Linked DNA regions of Mus musculus: region 1 is linked to region 2. The links are chromatin contacts, called in public Hi-C maps. All regions are on one chromosome and are shown on one strand. Each heading gives the region's core, a stretch centred on a gene start, on an enhancer-like site or on the middle of the called end of the contact. The rest is flanking DNA. Distances are from core to core; before and after follow the strand shown. Region 1 overlaps Syne1 (spectrin repeat containing, nuclear envelope 1). Region 2 overlaps Ccdc170 (coiled-coil domain containing 170).

Evidence for each region. Hi-C and Micro-C count contacts between places; a contact is called where the count stands out from the background.
Region 1: a Hi-C map of uterus shows a contact between it and region 2, with 2.9 times the contacts expected there. The contact joins two enhancer-like sites. A contact is called at or near these places in 1 of 15 datasets of contacts at CTCF or cohesin (the NIH/3T3 cell line), 1 of 484 Hi-C or Micro-C datasets (uterus) and 4 of 115 datasets of contacts at active chromatin or transcription factors (the NIH/3T3 cell line, bone marrow-derived dendritic cells, differentiating embryonic stem cells and 1 more).

The regions. Positions count from the first base shown.
Region 1 is chr10:5,114,675-5,118,373 of GRCm38.p6, reverse strand. Syne1 (spectrin repeat containing, nuclear envelope 1) reads left to right here. Exons shown (of 146, transcript NM_001347711.1): 115 at 1,252-1,407. Among named protein-coding and RNA genes, the nearest start is that of Gm51757, 210 kb to the left of the region's middle. Within about 2 kb of position 1,408, at least 16 of the 459 cell types and tissues checked have an H3K27ac peak or open chromatin away from gene starts, as enhancers often do. A contact at or near this core is called in uterus, where this site is marked.
Region 2 is chr10:4,557,752-4,561,408 of GRCm38.p6, reverse strand. Ccdc170 (coiled-coil domain containing 170) reads right to left here. Exons shown (of 11, transcript NM_001370992.1): 10 at 2,676-2,912; 11 at 1-510. The coding sequence ends at 298. Among named protein-coding and RNA genes, the nearest start is that of Gm22739, 75 kb to the right of the region's middle. Within about 2 kb of position 2,143, at least 12 of the 459 cell types and tissues checked have an H3K27ac peak or open chromatin away from gene starts, as enhancers often do. A contact at or near this core is called in uterus, where this site is marked.

The DNA.
Region 1 (3,699 bases), core at 159-2,658, 560 kb before region 2:
TTAGGACGTAGATCAGGAAGGATCAGAAAGGTATGTTATCTGTGGCTACGTGGTGAGTTCGAGGCCAATGGTATGCTTGAAATCTTATCGTAAAAAAACAGCTGGGTCATAGCAGAAATAAAAATAAAGGGAATAATAACAATTTCAAGAGAAGCATAATACATAAACACTTGACCAACAGCTACTCAACTACAATTTTTTTATCCATATTTGAATCATTGAGCTGGTAAATTGTTATACAAGCATTAGGGCCTGGGCTTGGATCTCCAGCATCCACATAAAAGGCGGGTGTGATGCTGTCTAGAATCCCATCAGTGGAGAGGTAGAGACAGGAGAATCCCTGGGACTTGCTGGGTAAATAAACTTTTAAAAACTGTCTGAATGTTTTGTTTGTGTGCATATCTGTATGCTATGTGTGTGCCTGGTGCTATTAATGAAGGCTAGAGGAGGCATCAGACAAGGAGTTACAGACTGTTGTGAACCACAATGTGGGTGCTGAGAGTTGAACTTGAGTCTTCTGGAAGAGCAGACAGTGTTCTTAAGCGTGGAGCTGTGGCCCCAGACCCTCTATACTGTATGGTCTCAGGAGGAGCTCTGAGCCTTTGGCCGACTTACTTTTCTTTTGTGAACATTTTATTCTCGCAGTTACAAAAGTGCCGTCTAAAGAAAATGAGAATTTCAGACACGAAGAAGCCTGTAGTCTTTCAGAATCACATAGAATCAGAGCATTGGAAAAAGAGAAGATAATACTTATTCTTTTCCATCTTTCCCATTTGAAGAAATTGACAATTATTAAAAGTTTCTCACTTTCTCAGAGTGACACAGCCAAAGAGCAGCAAAACCATGTCTGACTCTCAGGTGCCACCTGTCACAGGCTAGGCCATGTGATTTTTGGAAAAATGACGTTTGGGTTTAAGGATATAATCATATTGCAATTTTGGATATGTATTTCACTCCTTACAGCTTTTTGAAAAAGATATATAATGACATTTCTTTATCTGCGGGATAACCAGTTTTTATATTTTTCAGGGTATGCTAATTTACTATGGATAAAAGGACCTCTTTTTTTTTTTTTTAACATTTAAGTATAGGGAGAAGCATCACTGTGCAGACCCTCTCTTGAGAATTGTCATCTTTTTGGATTAGTATGGGGTTTTAGCACACGAAACTATAATGACTCAATTTCAGTGCACCCTAGAGTTCCATAATAGAACAATTTAAAATAACTATATATATTTTTTAATCTTTCAGGAACTGGAAGATTTGATTAAAGCAAAAGAAAAGGAGGTAGAGAAAATTGAGCAGAATGGCCTCGCATTGATTCAGAACAAGAGGGAGGAGGTCTCTGGCAGTGTCATGAGCACACTGCAAGAACTCAGGCAGACCTGGATCAGTTTAGACCGCACGGTAAGCCTGCTCCTGACACTCAACTCCCAGCTCTCTGAAACTGGGAGTGGATGTTTGCCGAAAGTCACTGAGTAAATAATTATCAAATCTCTACATCACCTCTTGGCACTGTTGAGTCTGTTTGATTAATCTTTCAATTTCTAGTGTTTCCTGTAGTAAGCGGTATTATATATATCACTCTCTTTAAGTGCACCCATCCTCATAGTGAGAGCAAACTTTCGAGGTACAGTTGTTCTCCAATGAGCCTATCCACACACTTAGCCTCTCCCAGAGTTCTAAACCGAGACAGAAAGAGATACATGAGATTAGTAGAGATATCTTTGTGTGTGACCAAAGGGCATTTCAAACTCCTCTGCCTAAAGTAAGGCACGGTTCCCGCCCCACAAACCTACTCAGTTACCGGGAACTCTGCCATGCCGCAACTGCTTGTACAGGCAACCTTCAAAGCCACTTTTCCTTCCTTTCTTTCTTTCTCTAATACTTACACCAAGCTCATCAGAAAATGTTGGCAGATACACTCTCAGAACAGACAGAATCCAGCCTCCTCCTCTGCAGGCACCCTGATTTATGCCCCTTTCATTTCCTGCTTGGATGATTTTCATGATCTCCTTAGCAGTCCCCATCTCAGAAGAGCCAGTCAGAATGAAGTCAAATCATGGCGTTGCCATGCCGAAAATCCCACAGTTGCTTCTGCTCCATAAAGAATGGAATAAGAGCTGCGTGCTGGCCAGGCTTCCCACTGTCGCTCTGGTTCTGTTTCCTGCTGCTGCCCTGCAAGGTCTTTTTGCTTAGCCACACTGGTCTCACTATTGAGCATAGTAGGCATGCCCTGCATGCAGAAACTTTGGATTGTCGGCTCCCTCCTCCTAACATACTATAACTTTCCCTTGTGTGCCTCAGTCTCTGTCAGTAAAAGGTAAAGACATTTGATAATGGACTCAAGAGTGTGTTGAATCTTCCAATAGGAACGGTAAGTGCTACAATGTGCACTATGCCTCTCTATGTAAGGTCATGTGGATCCCTGACACATTGGTGTCTGAATGCTTACTTATCCACTGTGGGGCAAACAGACAGACATGCGTGCACTTATGCTCACATGCTCATATGCACATGGCTATATACACACACATACCACATGCTGATGCACAAGCATGCATACCTACACACATGGATCCACAACATGTACACATACATACACATACATGTACTTACACATACACACATTCACATACACATACATGCATTTACACACACATACATGCATTTACACACACATACATGCATTTACACACACACATTTACACACATATACACATATATGTACTTACACACATTCACATATACATATACATGCACTTACACACATTCACATACACATACATATACATGCACTTACACACACACATTCACACACGCATTGTGTACATAGAAAGGGGACTATTTTGGAAAAGAATAGGGCCATGGAGTGGGGAAGTGAGTAAGGACTGTGGGGAGTGGATACTATCACGGGAAAGAAATGTCTGACAGCTCCTACCATCTGTGGGCTCTACTCCAGAGCAGCTTTCCCCTTTAGCCCCATATTATCTTTGACATGGCTTTAAATCTATTTTATTTTATGCATTTCTATAAATCACTACGAAGGTCTGGGAACAACTTACCATATCGTCATCAGTTAGGCATTTCTGTCACTGGAATATTGCCTTGTGAAAAACAATCAACAATGCAGAGAAGAAATGGGCTATGCAAAACTGCCCACCAATCACCTACCCTCATCTTCCGGTCTATTTTATGGCTCTTTAGGACAGCCCTGCACTCACTCAAACCTGTGGCCTGGACCTCACATCTGAGGCAGCACTTTCCTTGTCCTGTGGCCCATCAGATAGTATCCCAGTTGATTTCAACATTTTTCCCTTTATGTTGAGGAAAAAGCATAGCCAAGAAAGCAAATTAATTTCCGGAGCTCTTCCCATGAGCACCCCACCCTCTCCGTCCTTATTTCATGTACAAAGGACTGTGTTTACATTAGGAGCAACTGCAGAAATCCAAAGTTATATGCTTTTAAATGTTGGAGACTGAAGTACGATTTTTCTCTGGAATCGACAAATACAGAGAAGGAGCATGCGCAGGAGTTGTTGTCTTTGGAATCTAAGCCAATGTGCTCCATAGATACCTGCATGTCCATTTTTACTGATGTGCATCCACAATACCTAAGTTATGGAAACATCCTAGGTGTCTGTCAGCAGATGAGTGTATAAAAAATGTGGCATGCATCTACTAAGCTTCATTCATTCC
Region 2 (3,657 bases), core at 894-3,393:
AAAGCATGTGTATAGGTCAGAGGACAGCTTGCAAAAGTCACTTCTCTTCCTTCTACCATGTGTGTCCCAAGGACAGAACTCGGGTTGCCAGGCTTGGCAGCAAGTGCCTTTACTTTCTCTGGCCCTAGGGATGGCACTTTGGGAGATCTTTTCACAGGTGATATATTCTTAGTAAGTCATCAGAGAATATATTAGTCACACACTATGGCTGAATTTCAAAAATATGAGGAATGTATGAACTGCACAACTGGAGAATCGTACCCCCTCCCTTAGTTCCTCCCTCAGGGAGGCAAGTGATCAATGCGGAATTTCCACACGGCAGTGTGAGCAGCTGCCTTGCTCAGCAGCCATGTCTTGGAGGCAGGCACAGGGAACAAAGTGGTGGTGGTGGTGGTGGCGGTGTGAATGGAGCAGTCTTTCCAGACACTTGATGATCTCATAGTCGGGAGGATCGTGAGAGGTCATGTTCAAGCCCAGCATACTGGAAACCACCTCTCTGAAGTCTGCCAGCTGCAATAGCAAGCAGAGACACATTAGCTGGGAAAGAAAAAACAAAAACACACCACCATTGCTGGGTCAAGTGCAACAACAATAGCAAGAAAGGAACCCTTAGATTTGCATGAGGTAGGCAAATGACCCACTCTACCCTGAGTTCTCTAAATTATGAATAAGTAGGCTTGCCTGCTAAATGATCTCTAAAATCCCTGCAGGTTCCCCAAGCCTCAGAATTTTCATAATCTCTTGCGAGTCAATGTGTGCATTTGCTACTGAGACGAGACCCCCGACACACACACACACACAAGAGACAATCGTTTCTGAGACTCTGACCTCACTAAGTCTGTTCAGAAATCCTGGATGAGCAAAACGATTAACTGAGAACACGCTCTGTGGCCTGACAAGGGACTCTACAAATGTTGATGTGAGTGGAGAAACATTTCTGCATTTGAGACATTAACAGGGAAATGGGGTTCTGAAACTCAAGACAAGGAGTAAGCTTTTGAAAACAGGAGGGCTTCTCGGTCCTTCTTAAACCAAAGACTGCTGCCTCAGTGTGTGGTTCTAACACTGGGCTGATCTGAAGCTACTAGGTGTATGGTAAAGGGAAAGTAGAAGCCAGGGGCAATGGTTATAATGGGCCCCACTGTTGTAGTAAATCTTATTCTGGGGGTTGCTATATTTAGCCTTTGAGTACCTAGCATCACCAGGCCAACCCCCGATATATTGCCTCTCTTCACGTCCTCCCAGGGTGGTTTCCATTGCCCTAGGTTACCATAGACAAAACAGGGGTATTTAGGTAAGCCCTCACTAAATATCTTCTATTTCAGAAAAGATGGCATGCACATCAAGAGTGCAGCCTGCAGACGGAGTGCCATCAGAAGAACACCATCCAAACACGCCAACCCCATGTTCATTTATCTCCAATTTCCTTCCCATGAATGGTCCAGCGTGGGAGATGAGAGGTTCTTATTTGCACACCACACCTTCAAAGTGTATATGGAAGCATCATCCTCGGTGGGATGGTACTGGCTTTATGAGCTAATTAGGCTTGGTTGAGATTATGATGTTGGCTTCTCTAAGACAAAATTGGTATCCTTATCAACGGATAACCACAGCTTTTACCATTTGAGGGTTTGGGAAGACATCATATGTAAACTTGACTCTCAAACCTATAGACCTAAGAGAAATAACTGCCCTGCTTATTATGAGCTGCCCTGATTCCTACACTTTGCTCAAGCACCCAAATAGAATAAGGTACCAGTCTAGTCTCCCAAATGCAAGCGCTTCCCTCAGAGTTTCCCACTCTCTTGAATATGGCCAAAACTCACAATTCCTGAGATGTTTTCTTCCTGAGAACGCTTGCCCTTAGAGCTTGGCTCTTCCCAGCTCTGCCTGACACATGAGCCAAAGCAGAGTGGAGGAAAGAAAAAAAAAATCCCTAGGACCAGAGACCGTTCTCTGCCCTTTTCAGCTTCAGAAAGTGACACACTAGTCAAAAGCAGTAGGGGTCAGACTGCCCGGGACAGAGTTCTTTATGTTTGACCTGATGTGCTCATGAGATAAGATTCTCCTTGTAACCAGCCAGCCAGCCAGCCAGCGTGTACTTTTTTTATGGCTTACATCTGTGCTTGGTCAACCATGAAGTCTGTGCCACTGTTGGAGATTGGAGGCTGTTTTCCTGCAACTGATCTCTGTGGGAGATACGGCTTCTCTGAGCTCCAAGGCCTGCTTAACATTAAATGTGATGAGGCAATCTCCAGACAATTATCAAATGCAGTTGGAAGCATCTCATCACCCCCAGACGAGGATTCACACTAGCTTTCTAATGCTTTGATAAGAGCATTAGTTTTTGTTTCTTTCTTATAGTCTATGCCATGAAGCATGAACTGCTCTTCTTGGCCAAGAAACTCATAATGATTATTGGCTTGCCAAAAAGATGCTGGGGAGTGGGCAGATATGTTGAGATGATATAGAAACCGCTACACATTGTGTTGGAAGAAATGTATGACTAATGCTTTCTTTAGAGGCACACATGCAAAATTAGAAGGCCACACGGGAGCTAAGCATGGTCCTGCACACGGATGGCATACAAGTTCGCAAAGCAGTCCAAAGCTTTAAGTATGACTATGCATATAGCTTTTCAACCATCCTGTCCTGTCCTGAAGATTTATATCTACCTGCATTCCTCTCCTCTCCGCTTCATCCAAAGACTTCCTCAGGGTCTTCAGTTCAAGGCTGGCCAACTCTATCATGGCTCTGCTTCTTTCCTGGTGTGCTCGAGCCTCCTGCTCTGTGTTTTCCAGCTCAGACATGACCAACATGAGCTTTTTCTCTGCATTCTCCTTCATCTTCTCCAGCTCGTCTCGGGATTGATTTAAATCTTCAATGGCTTTGGTCTGTTCCAAGGTTTTAATCTAAGAAGTCAAGAGCATGATGATAATTTCCCTTGTACTTTCTTAAGAGAACTGGATACAAAGATAACTGGGAAGTCAGTGGAATTCCCTTAACTTTTTTTATGAATGAACAGTGGACTTCATCCCAAGCAGCTATGCAGACCTTACAAGACAGCATGGGCTGGATAAGCATGACTTCAGTCCTTATAGCTTATAAACAATAGAGTGGAGTAGCCTTATTTAAAACATCAAGCCACTAAAATGGCAGGCAGCATGGCTGGATTGAAATGGCTAGAATAAACCTGGGAGCAAGTTGGATTTTCTGTGCTACCCAGTGGAACCCTGTGCCTTGCAGATAAACAATAGCAGCAGCAAAATGCCTCCTCTTTTTGTGGCGTCACAGGGGGGCCCCTCAGAAGGTCTCTCTCATTGCTGTAGGGGGGATCTCTATAGGACGTTACACATTCAGAAGAATCTCCAGATGTGGACATGAGGCAAAAGATGCCATTGAATCCTGGGCAGACAAAGGGCAGAGATGGTCCCCAGCTGGAGACTCACCCCAGAGCCTTAAAGCCCTAGGGGAGGTTCCTGGGATGGGAGATGTGTCCTTGGGAGTTTGAGATCACACTAACTGCTTACAAAATAACTCAAGTAAGGAAGTGTCACATCCAGCACAGCTCCAAGGACAGACCCAATGGGGAAAGTGAAGGAATAAAGAAAAGATGAAAAGACAGACAAACAGAGAGACAGATGACAGACAGACAGA